2 separate regions of the Arachis hypogaea genome follow, and region 2 is linked to region 1. The links are chromatin contacts, called in public Hi-C maps. All regions are on one chromosome and are shown on one strand. The core of a region is the stretch at or near the end of the contact, and the rest is flanking DNA. Distances in the headings are between cores, read along the strand shown. Region 1 has its middle 8.8 kb from the start of LOC112752057. Region 2 holds the start of LOC112752090 (large ribosomal subunit protein uL13w).

Region 1 (6,850 bases), core at 1,902-4,401:
ATTATATATATATATATATATATATAGGTAAATGCTACCCTACCCTCTCTAAAGTAACTTGTAAGTTACCCTCTCTGATATGTCATATTTTAATTGGGTGTTTATTTTAACCTGAGTTACTTTAATCTCATGAGAGTTAATAATAGACGGTAACGGCTAATAAGACGGTGATACTTAGGAGACACAACGACGACGACAAAGGAATGGGGAGGAGTAAACGCAATTAGAGAGAGTTGGAATACTTTTCTGGAAGAATGATTTGGGAAGAGAAAACAAGACACCCAATGAGACGGTGATTCTTGGGAGGCGTAATGAGGACGACAAATGTACCTTTTCTAGAAGAATGATTTGGGAAGAGAAAACGGAACATCAATGAGACGGTGATGCTTGGGAGGAGCAACAACGACGAAAGAGTAGAGAAGGTAACTCAGGTTAAAATAAACACCCAATTAAAATGTGACACATCAGAGAAGGTAACTTACATGTTACTTTAGAGAGGATACGGTAACATTCATCATATATATATATATATACTAGTCTAAGATAGCTTAGAGATATGCAAACACAACTTGATTAGTTCATAGCATATACATTCAAGGCCAATTTTCTGGTATCAGTAATTTGGTGCTGAATTTTCGCCCATTTTATTTTTTTATAATAATTTTTTAAACATAATAGCAAATACCTAGAACAATGAATGCACATACACACGCTTCATGTGGAACCATGTATGTTGTTGACTTAAAATTCATGTATGTTTTGTTTCTAAGAAACGCCAAGAATATAAATAATAGAAGATCGTTATCCACATAATTTGATCAATTTGATCGATGATAATATTGTAGTAAGAGAGACAGAAAAAAAGACAAGGTCAATGTTAGAAAACAATTGCAAATTCTCAGAGATTAAAACATACGTTGGCATGACATGCAAATGTTAACATCGTTATTATTGATCCCAAGGTACAAAATTTTATTTGATTGTCACTACACATACACATTTAGGAATTACATTACCTTATTATTACTTATGAATATATAACAAACTCCATAGTGTAAATTAAATGTAGCCAGAATTTGTGTATCACGGATCCATGTATAATTAAATGTTATCATTCTTTTTATCAATTATTTAAGCCATAATTTTAAATCATGACCATAATTTGTTCTATAATCACTCTATAATTATGGTTTAAAACTATGAATAATGCTCAATGGATCAATGCTTTTTTTCTCCAGCCAACTATTTTTATTATGATAAATAAATTAGACAAATGATATTAAAATTTAGAGTTTAATACATTTCAGTCTTTGTAATATTCTGATTTCTTTTTCTTTGCCTTGATTCATATTTTTGTTGTAGTCTATAAAAAATGAGAAAATATTTTATTTTAGTTCATATTATTAGCTTGTTCATATTAAATACTAACGTGTCAAGTAGAATTCCAACTGAAGCATAGATTCTCATGACAGCCATATATCACTTCAGGAAATGAAATAAAAATTTGTAAATTTTACCGAAATTTAATAACCCCGCAAAATTAACAGTAATACTAAAAATTTAATAACTAAAATAATCTTATTTAACATAAGTACATAACCTTCATAATTTTACGTATATGATATTTATAGATATATATTTATTATATCAAAAAGAAAAAAAGACAAATAATTTTTTGATTTTTTAACTTGAATACAAATAAATTTTTAACTAATTAAAAATACAAAATATTTTTCACATTTTAAAATGTCGAATTTCTCCATTCAAAATATATGAGAATAAATAAACTTTTAAAAAGATTTAAATGTTTTACATTTTAAAATGTGATAAATATTTTTATATTTTTAATTAATCAATGTCCTCAAATTAAAAGTTCAAAAATTTATTTATTATTTTCTCATAAAAGTTATGTAATTATTTTAATAATAATTAATAAATACTAAATAAAAACTTGACCTTTGGATTGATTTTCTTTTGTCTCTTTTCAAAATTAACTTACGATGATTACTATTATTAGTAATTGAATCACTCAAATATTTGATCCACTCATCATATATATATATATATATATATATATATATATATTGTATAAATCTTGGTTTAATGTTAAGATTGAAGTGAAACATTAGCTTCTTACTGTTACGTATTTTGTCTTGACATTCTCCAGTGACTCAAATTAAAAAGTTGAAACATCAACATCATGCAAATCTTCTTTCTATGATTCACTGATTTGTGAAGAGATGATGAACATGATACTGCACCAGAAAATAAACCCTAATAAATATATAGAATCTGTAAGGATATATATGCATATACATTATTATTCTGAATGGCACCTTCTAATCTTGTTTTTGTGTCTCTCATGACACTACATGGTGCAGTGCAACCAAATATGTGTAAGTGTTATTGCTCTGGAAAAGACACCCTCAAGACCCAACATTCAAACGCAGGTTAAGCGTAACAATGGAAGTTTGACCACCAAATTCAAAAACTATGCATTCTTATTCTTATTATTAATTATTATATAATAAAACAAAAAAGAATAATAGATTAAAAAATCGTACCATACTGTCTCCTTCGGCAGCTGCAAATGCGCTGGTTAGCTGTTCTGCCTCTAGTACTTTGGATTGTTTAAATATTATGTGGGGAATTAATTTTTTTAATTGTTTTTTTCAGTGTAATTTTTTATTATATATTTTTTAAGTGTGAAAAAAAAATGTGGGAGAAGATGTTAAATGGTAAAAGATTATATTTGACAAAATAATTGAAAAAAAATGAAAAAGTTTATTTTTGAATTATGTATATATAACGGAGTTTATGACTACTCTTTTATTCTCAAAATTAATTGTTAGTTTTGATCGACGAATATTAAAAAATTAAGATTTATTTATCTAATGAAAGGAGTTTTGTTGCCCGAGATACTTTAATTTGTTTTTATTTTTAATTATTATTATTTGATTATGATTGAGGATTTCTTTTTTTAAAAAAATTGATAAGCAATTTTTTTTTTTCTGGAATAATATTCTGAACTCTTTTTTGGGGGTCCTGAAACTCTTTTGTGGAATATTTGGGAATTTGGGTCTGGCCTTGGTGGGCTCAAAATTTTCACCCAAAAATATCAATTCGGTACCGTAGTGACCTTGAAACTATCGGGTTGACCCAATATTTATTGTGAAAATCAGAAAAAGATTTGGGTTTACCTAAAATGTTAGTTACTGGGTTAACTATTTTGGACTTAATTTGTGAAAAGCATATAAACTTGTAAATAGGACATTGGAAACATTCTGTGATCCAAGTTTGTGATTGACACCATTACGTTGGGATATTGTCAGAGATGACTAAATTCCCTAAGGTATTTTTTCGTATCGGAGTCGTGTACTAAAATAGCTTTTAAGATTTTAATTATATTAATTATATTTTTGAGATTAACAAAAATACATTATGTTAGTCTCTCACCTATTTTTTGTTAATTATATATTGACATAGTTTGATGATGTGCATCGTTAATGTCACGTGTCACATTATTGTTTAATTACGTGTAATAGTGTGATGATGGGTTGATTAATAAGATCCGATATGCTGACATGAATGGCTGAATTACATGTCACAATAATATTTGACCATGTGTCATTTATATCACATATTATAATATTATTTGTCCATGTATCATTCGTTATGTCATCATTGTAGATATCCTAAGTTAGTCTTTAATTTTGCTCTAAATAACTCATTTTAATCCTTAAAATTAAATATCATACACCAAATTAGTCTTTTCACTAATTTTTTTAAATTTTTTTATAAATTTAAATTTTTCAATATTTTTAAAGGAGCTATTTTTTATAAATTAAATGTCATTAAGTTGCGTCAGTGCGTCGTTAACATAAACTGAGTTAAAAATTAATATAATACATTTTTATCAATCTTAAGAATATAATTGGTATAAAAAATTTTAAAAATTATTTTAATGTACGATATTAATCTCAAAAATCACTTTAGAAATTTACTTTGAAAGATACTTTCTGAGAGTTGAGACCGAAAATCCGTCTCTTGCTTTCTATTTGATTTTTGTATTTTTGTTTCAAAAATAAAATTCAAATGCAACTTATTAAATATCCTGAAAGATACATTTTTAGTATATTAGTAAAGTAAGTGATTATCAGTAGCTCTTATAGTCTTTAAAAGAGGAATTGAAAACCCTAGAAAACTCCTCTGCAGTGAACCCAAAACAGAAAGAAATTGAGAAGAAGAGAATTCTAGAATAGAAAAGGTTTCTTAAGAAAAATGAAACAATGAATTCTATTGAAAATGTAAAATGAAAAGCACTCTCATCAGAACCCCAAATCTACATTCCTTACACCTATTTATAACTCTTTTACTATCTCCTAAGCAGTTCTCTCAATACTCCCCCTCAAACTGAGGCACGATTTGTCTCGAAGTCGCAGTTTGAACCTGTATTTCTGAAACAAACTTAGGGACAATGGTTTAGTTAAAGAATCGGCCACCTGATCTTGAGAAGGTATATTAACAACATAGAGAGATTTTTGATTTACTAAATCCCTTAAAAAATGCAAATCCAGCTCAAGATGTTTACATCTACTATGCAAAACTGGATTTGCAGCCAATAAACATGCACTCTGATTGTCACAAAAGATGGTTGGTGACATAGGTTGTGGGATTCGAAGCTCTCCCAAAAGTTGCTGTATGGACATTACCTCAGTTTGTGCAGCACACATTGCCCTATATTCTGCTTCAGTACTGCTCCTGCTCACCTTTGTCTGCTTGTTACTCTTCCATGAGATCAGATTGCATCCAAGATAAACACAAAATCCAGTGATTGATTTTCTATCATCTAGATCTCCACCCCAATCAGCATCTGAAAAAGCCAACAACCTAAAATCAGTAGATTTAGAAAATAATAATCCATGATCTACTGTACCTTTCACATATCTCAGAATTCTTTTTACACTCTTCCAATGCAGCAATGTTGGTTGATGCATAAACTGAGATACTCTGTTAACAGCAAAGGCAATATCTGGTCTTGTCATTGTGAGATATTGAAGTGCACCAACTATTGATCTGTACAGTTTGGGATCATGAAAAGGTTCCGAGTAATGAGCTGAAAGCTTTGTGTTGGACATTATTGGGGTAGGCATCGAATTCGCAGTCTCCATTCCAGCTCTCTTAAGTAATTCAGATGCATATTTGGTTTGTGAAATATGAACACTACCTGTAGACAAATATGAAGCTTCCAAGCCTAAAAAATAACTAAACTTCCCCATATCCTTTAACGGAAAAATATTGTTCAATTGGTAAATTAATTTATCTAATTCTGCAGCATTATTACCGGTAACAATTATATCATCTACATAAACTAACAAGTAAATCACATTAGAATCAAAAAATCTAACAAACAAAGACACATCAGATCTGGTTTCTTTAAATCCAAATTGTTGAAGAGTAGTAGATAATGTTTTATACCAGGCTCTCGGTGCTTGTTTTAGACCATAAATGGCCTTGTTTAGCTTGCACACTAGTTGTTCACCCTTTGTAGAGTATCCCGGAGGTTGCATCATGTATACAGTCTCATTTAAGGTGCCATTAAGAAAGGCATTATCAAAATCAAACTGTCTCAATGGCCAATTTAATGAAACAGCAATAGTTAAGATAACTCTAATGGTGGAAGGCCTTACCACTGGACTATAAATTTGATCATAGTCTATACCTTCCACTTGATGAAAACCCTGTCCAATAAGTCTTGCCTTATACCTCAGAATATCACCTTTAGCATTTTTCTTGATAGCAAACACCCACTTACTTCCAATAATTGTGGTATTAGCTGGTGGTTCTGTTAATTCCCATGTTTTGCACTTCTGAAGAGCAGCAAACTCTTTATCCATTGCCTCTCTCCAGTGAGAACATTGTAACGCTTCAGCCACAGTCCTTGGAGTATTGTATAGTAGATCGGTTTGTTGAACAGTCAAGGCTTTTGGTTTGAACACTCCAGATTTTGATCTTGTTGTCATGGAATGAGCATTTGTTGTGGAAGGAAGGCTAGTTTCAATATCACTAATAGGAATCATGTCCGGAGAAGAATTGGTAGGAGATGCTGAAGGTGGGTGACATTTTAAAATTCTGCTCTCCTCGTTCTCATGACTAGAAGTAGTGTCATGAGTGTCCAAGCCTGAGTGAGAAGGAGAAGATGTATCGTGCAATGGTTCACTTGTAATTTGTAATCCAGTATCTGAATGTATACTCAAAGACTTCGTAGCTTGATTAGATGAGGACATTGATGGTGGAGTTGAATCAATGATGGTAAATGCAGGGGCCTTAAGCTGGCTACCACCCTCTGGATTATTCTTGGAAGAATCATCTCTGCCCAAGGTGTTAGAAAACAATTTTTGATATGAAAAAGTATACTCATGAAACAACACATGTCGAGCCATATAAATTTTACCATTTTTTGCCATACACTTATAGCCTTTAAAATTTGAATCATATCCTAAAAATAAACATGGTTCAGATTTGTAATTAAATTTAGTTTTACTATAAGGCCTTAAGAAAGGAAAACACATACATCCAAAAATTTTAAAGAAAGTATAATCTGGTTGATGCTTAAAAAGAACCTCAAAAGGACTGTTGTTATCAAGCACTGGGGTAGGGAGTCGATTAATAATATAAACAGAACTCAAAAAGGCATCTTCCCAAAATTGCATAGGCAAAGAAGCTGTAGCTAAGAGGGAGAGACCCACTTCTGTAATATGCCTATGCTTCCTCTCAACACTTCCTTGTTGATGATGAGTATAGGGGCATGATTTTCTATGATGTATACCTTCATTTGCAAGAAAATCAG
Region 2 (6,670 bases), core at 2,819-5,318, 81 kb after region 1:
GAAGCATAATTGGACTAAACAGATTATATGTTGGGAGTTGCCTTATTGAAAAGACAACTTGGTACGACATTATCTTGATTTGATAGGCATTGAAAAAACGTGTTTGATAATATCATGCACACAATAATGGACGATGAACGAACAAAGGACAACGATAAGGCTAAGTTAGACTTGGTGGATATTTGTAGGCAAATAGATCTGAACTTAAAAAGACTTTATAACGGGCAGTGGGCTAAACCAAGGGCAGTGTTCGCTCTAACAAAGAAGCAGAGACAAAATATTTGTAAGTGGATTAGAGGATTAAGGTTTCCTGATGGTTATGCCTCTAACTTGAGTAGGTGTGCAAACATGTCACATGATAGCTAGGTTGAAAAGTCATGATTGTCATGTCTTCATGGAGTCTTTGCTTCCTGTCGCGTTTAGAGAACTTTCAACTAACATCTGAAAACCCTCACAGTAATAAGTGAGTTCTTTAAGGAGTTATGTGCTACGAAACTTAGAATTAATAATCTCACAGTTATAGACAAAAACATTTCCATTATAATTTGTAAGCTAGAGAGGATATTTCCTCCATCCTTTTTTGACATTATGGAATACTTAGCGACTCACCTACCATATGAAGCAATACTATGTGGACCAGTCCAAGTTCGGTGGATGTATCCATTTGAAAGGATAATTAGTTCATTCAAGTGCATCGTAAAGTACAGAGCCCGGATTGAGGACAGCATCTACAAAATATTCCTAGCTAAAGAAACATTCGCATTTTGCTCATTTTATTTTCAACCTCATATTGAGTTACGTAGAACAAGGGTTGTAAGGAACAATGAGAGGGGAGAATTCTCGTCAAGTGAAACAATATATCCAATCTTTGCTGAAGGAGCTGCAATGGGTGCGGACAGTAACTATTGGTTAGAGTAGAAGGAAATCGATGCCGCACATCTACATGTGTTGCTTAACTGTGACCAAATTTTATCTTACCCTATGTCAGTTTTTTTAGTTTTCATGAATATTGCAACCAGTAAGATACTAACATCTTAATCCAATCAAAACTTCTTTATCCTATTCTATCATATACGTTATTCCAAGAGGTAAATCATGATACCTCATTGAACAATTTTTCATGTTGGTTCAGAAAATACGTCAGCATGTATCTAACTGACACAACAGATTCAGAACTAGTTGCACTTAGTTGGGGCCCAATGAATAAGAATACTAGCTACCCGATATACAATAATGGATATCGGTTCCATTCTTTATAGTGGTTGAATAGAAAAAAAACAGATAACATCGGAGTTTAGGTTCATGGGGATACAGGCAGTGGTCATTCTGATTGGTTTGGTATGTTATACAACATAATTCAATTAGAGTATTTCTGTCGCACTATGTACAAAGTGTGCATATTTAAATATGAATGGTATGACCCAAGTTTGCGATAAAGAATACAAAAGCACAAAGACTATGATATCACTAAAGTTAATATAATAACCAGGAAATATAGGTACTAGGATCCTTTTATTCTACCTCAAAATGTACGCGTGTATACTATTTGCCATATCCGAGTTCATGCAAGTCTAGTTGGGTGGTTGTGGTTAAAGATTAAGCCAAGAGGCCGCATCGAGTCTGATGATAGAACAGATGGTCAAGAACTTTACTAGATTGATGACTCAACTCCTTTGAAAACGATGGTTGATACTGGTGAGCCGATCACCCTTAGGCCAGCTGTTATGAATGATGACATCATTGACCTTGAAATAGATGCCGACACACTACCACCAGAGGATGACAATCTTCAAGAAAAAGATGGGATTGATGGCAATGATGAAGAAGAAGACGAGTTTAATGATTAGAAAATTACCTTGGAAGAGGAGGATGGTGAACCAGAGGAAGAAGTGATGAATTTGAATAGGGTTAATGTAAATATAGTTCTATCTTATGTATTTCTTTACCGAACTTTGAGAAGAATGTAATATAATTAGCATTATTTCAGATATTTCGATTACCATTATTCCGTATTTTTAATTTGTATATATGAAATTTCACATCAAGTTTAAAGCACTGTTTCAATTATTAATTATCGGAGTACATTATACATGGATGAAAAAAATTATTCAAGAAAATATCTACCATCGAAATATACCGATGGTAACAGCCCAACTAATTTTTCAAAAAAAAAATTAGAAAAGTTATTACTGTTGGATGTACGGTCAGATTAAGGTGGTATGAAGCCAAATTCTTTGGCGCCAACAATTTTTCGACGGTAGGTGACAACAGATTTCGTTTCCTCAAAATCCATATTTTGCTGCTAAATCCGATGAAGATTACCGTCGGATGAATAAATCCGACGGTAATTTATTTTTGGCGAGGTTTATTCCGTCGAATAGGTTCCGACGACAAATCCAATGGTAAACTATTTACCGTTAGATTTGATTCGTTTTTCCGACAGCAAATTCAATGATACTCAACGTTTTTCTTGTAATAAGTACACATATCACCTCATGTGTTATTTTGGCTTAAAATACTTATATCCAATTTTCAAGTATTTTGAGAATTTTACTAATAAAATGAGGGTACAAAAGACATAATTTGCAAAGAGAATTATCAGACTATAGTTTTTGACTCAGATTGAATCGCAGTCAATTTAAAAACTTTTAATATTTCACTTAACTTCTCAAACAAGATTCAGATTGGATACTCATTAATCTAAAAATGTTAGATATTATTTTCTCTTAAATTTTATTAGAACTATCAAGTAACTTAGATTAATTTCTCACCAACTTCAAAACCTTACATATTCTTACCTCAAGTTTTTTCAAAAGGTAACAAGTAACTCAATTGGATACTCCACCAATAAAAAACCTTATATATTTAAGTGATTTTCTCAAACAATACTCAATTATATATCAAATAAGTAGTAAAAAAAGAAAAATACTATAAATTGTACTATAAACAAACAAGTCAATCATATATCAAATAAGTAGTAAAAAAAGAAAAATACTAAAACAAATAAGTAGTCAATTCTAAATACAAAAACAAATATATTGATACATTATATTCAATAAAATACTAAAAACATCAACTATAATTTTCATAGTCATTTTTGTCCTTATCATTTTTCGTCCTCATCTGATTCTATTTGAGGTGACGGCAATAGTAATAAAACATTACTTGAATTACTTGGCGATCTAATTTTCTTGTAATAAATAGTATAAGTCTCATTCTATTATTTTTTCTGTTCTAGCTTTATCTTCTTATTAGCCTTTTTAACCACCCATTTTAATTTTGTCTCTTTTCTACTGCGCCAAACGTGGATCTAATAAGTTACATCAAAATATTTTTTTTTGTTCATTTAGTTAAGTTATTCATCATATATGCAAAAATGTACGGTTGAAAAATCAAGTCAAGTTGCAGCACAAGGAGAAACAATAGGTGCCTGATTTGCAACTGGGTTTGAGTCATCCAAAAGATGGAGTTAAATCAGTTAGGGAATAGGAAGAGGACATGTTCTTGTGATCTTGTCTTGTTATGCTTCTCGTATGATTGAACTTTGTGTTATGTGCATCCAATCCTCTCAACTTATCCTAATACTTGTTTTACTTATCATTATCAAAGCATTTACATAATCTTGCAATATGGATTCTCTATATATAGTTTTAAACTAGTTGTCAGCTGATAGCAAAAAAATCGATATCCCGATCAAACCAATTTATTTTTAGCGATTTATCGATTTAAAATAAAAAATATTATCTTTTAAAAAAATATTTTATACAAATATATTATTTTATTATATTCCGGTTGAATTTCAATTAAATTTTTAAACAATAAAATCACTAGTTTCATTGGTTTAATAACTAATTTTTATTTTTTTGATTCTTGGATTGGATCGGTTAAACGGATCTGCACTGGAAAAAACCCCTGGGACCCGACTAGCCCAACACCCCATTTGAATCACAAACTACTCCCACCTAAACAAACAAGAAACGTAGAAACTACCCATTTTACTTTCCTTTTGGGCCTAGGAGGGTAAACCATAACTAAAAATTAAAGAAGAAAGCCCAAAGAATAGGCCCAAACTTAAAACCCTAATCCCCATCTTGCTCCGTCTGATCATATAAATAACAGGCAGCAATTAGGGTTCCAAATTGGGCGTGCATCTCATCAGAAGAAGAAAACAATGGTGTCGGGTTCAGGGATATGCGCAGCGCGTGTGGTGGTCGACGCGCGGCACCACATGCTCGGTCGTCTTGCGTCGATAGTGGCGAAGGAGCTTCTGAACGGTCAGAAGGTGGTGGTGGTGAGGTGCGAGGAGATCTGCATCTCCGGCGGTCTCGTTAGGCAGAAGATGAAGTACATGCGGTTCCTCCGTAAGAGGATGAACACTAAACCCTCTCATGGCCCCATCCATTTCCGCGCTCCTTCCAAGATCTTCTGGCGCACGGTTCGCGGCATGATTCCTCACAAGACGAAGCGCGGCGAAGCTGCTCTTGCTCGCTTGAAGGTTTTCGAGGGAATCCCTCCTCCTTATGATAAGACGAAGAGGATGGTGATCCCTGATGCTCTCAAGTAATTGCTCTTCTTCTTTCGTCATTCGATTTTCATAGTTTTAATTTTGTTAATTTAACGAATTACTGGTGAATCGATGGAATTAGGGTTTTGAGGCTTCAGAAGGGGCACAAATTCTGCTTGCTTGGTAGATTGTCATCTGAAGTTGGATGGAATTATTATGATACCATCACGGTTAGTGTGAAAATCTGAATCTTTTGTTGTTCTGTTCAGAGTTTAAAATTACTTGTTTGGAATTTTGCGAGTAATTGGATTTTGGAATCGCAGGAATTGGAGAAGAAGAGGAAGGAGAAGGCGCATTTGTTGTACGAGAGAAAGAAGCAGCTGAACAAATTGAGGGTGAAAGCTGAGAAGGTTGCTGAGGAGAAGCTTGGTTCCCAACTTGATATCCTTGCTCCAGTCAAGTACTGATTTGGCTTTTGTTAGTGTTTTTAAATTGAGGTATATTTAGTTGAATCTTCAGCCTTTTTCATTTTTGTTTTGGTTTTTGAATTTGTCGTTGGAGCTTATAATTTGTTTTGATGTGATAAACTGATAATCGTGGAAGCTATAAGCTATTTTTGTATGTGATTTTGTAGATTTATTGTTTCATCCTAGATTATATTACATTGCATTTAAGAATGGTTCGTATCAATTACATTTGGACTTCTTTATTTTGAATAATTTTGGTTTGGTTTCAGTTTATATATAGAGTAAAAATTAAAATATTCATTTTATTTTTGAAAATATGTAAAGAATAAAATATTTAAAATTTTCTTTAATTAGAAATTAGTAATATTATAATTAGGATTTCTTATTTTTTCTAAATTTTTTAATGTGATGTGAAACCTTGAATCCTTGATTCTGCAATGCCCACTAGAGATATCAGATATTAGAGACACTAATAGATGTATCATTAAAAATGGCATTTTTATAATGTAAATAATTGATCATTACTTGCACTTCAGATTGGTTCTTAAAGAATTTATTATGCATTAGACACTCTTATTCCCTGGCCAATTATTATGATGCTCAAGGTCTCGAAGGTTTGTCTTTGACAAACAAATTAGTCCTTCCGTTAATAAACTCCATGAAACAATGACAGAATACATCTATGTTCGTCAATTAACACGTGGCATCTTATGGGACAAATTAGTCCCCGTTTACACCGCCGAAACAAAACTAAGTTTACCCCTCTCTCCACCATCAATACCTGTGACCACCACCAAATTGTTGTTATTTTTTGCAAATCTCGATGCCTCTCATGGATGTTGATTAAGATTCTTCTCATGTTGGGTAAGGTCCTAGTAAATGGTTATATTTCAGTATCAGTGTCTTCCATTTTCACCCTTTAGGCAATTCCCAATCAAGGGAGTATAAATTAGCAAGGATATGGTCAAGTGTTTCAACTGCCGTCAATTCAGGACAAATTCTTCGACCAGAACCAAATGGAATTAACTCGATTCTTGTCTTCGGAAATCTATATCATTAGCTTATATCAAAATTAATATTTAAATTAGCTAGTAATATATTTGTATATAAATATATATATTTAATTTATTTTAATATATATTATATTATAATATAAATTTTATATTAACAGCTGATTTCAATGTATACTTAGTATGATTAAAAATCAACTTTTTGTCGGTCTTAAAGTTTCAGGATCTCTCTCTAGCCTATGCGGTTATATAGATACACAAATGTTTCGGCTGGAATTTCATGGATTTCATTTGTTTTTCATGGCATAAGTAGTGGTGCTGGAAGATGACACTTTAGTGTGTATATTTACTTATTTAGTTTATTCATTATATATATACTTTAGTACATCACAACACACATGCAATACTGTATATTTTCCCCCAAGCTAGTAATAACCACCAACACTTCTATTTAAGGTTCCAAATTTAAGCTAAGCAATGCACAAAAGCCACATCAATTATTATATATCATCATTATTATAAGGTTATACCTAGCTCTGAATTATATGTGGGTCTTTGCGATAAGATAGAGAGGATTCTTCTTGTGATGAGCAATTCCTGGTAACCTTTCATAATCAATGTCTTCCCTTTTGATTCCTTCTGGCAATTCCCAATCAAAGGAATTTAAAAGATTAGCAAGAATAAGATCA

The links. A called contact is a pair of places that touch in the nucleus more often than the background predicts.
Region 2: a contact with region 1 is called in a Hi-C map of an unstated tissue, with 4 times the contacts expected there. The contact joins the promoter of LOC112752090 here to the enhancer-like site in region 1. A contact is called at or near these places in 2 of 8 Hi-C or Micro-C datasets (leaf and an unstated tissue).

The regions. Positions count from the first base shown.
Region 1 is chr2:94,524,585-94,531,434 of arahy.Tifrunner.gnm2.J5K5, forward strand. No RefSeq gene overlaps it. Among protein-coding and RNA genes, the nearest start is that of LOC112752057, 8.8 kb to the right of the region's middle. Within about 2 kb of position 3,152, at least 2 of the 3 cell types and tissues checked have open chromatin away from gene starts, as enhancers often do.
Region 2 is chr2:94,604,666-94,611,335 of arahy.Tifrunner.gnm2.J5K5, forward strand. LOC112752090 (large ribosomal subunit protein uL13w) reads left to right here and starts at 4,069. Exons shown (of 3, transcript XM_025801488.3): 1 at 4,069-4,560; 2 at 4,647-4,734; 3 at 4,828-5,223. The coding sequence starts at 4,172. The coding sequence ends at 4,971. LOC112752082 (cytochrome P450 83B1) reads right to left here. Exons shown (of 2, transcript XM_025801476.3): 2 at 6,321-6,670. The coding sequence ends at 6,523.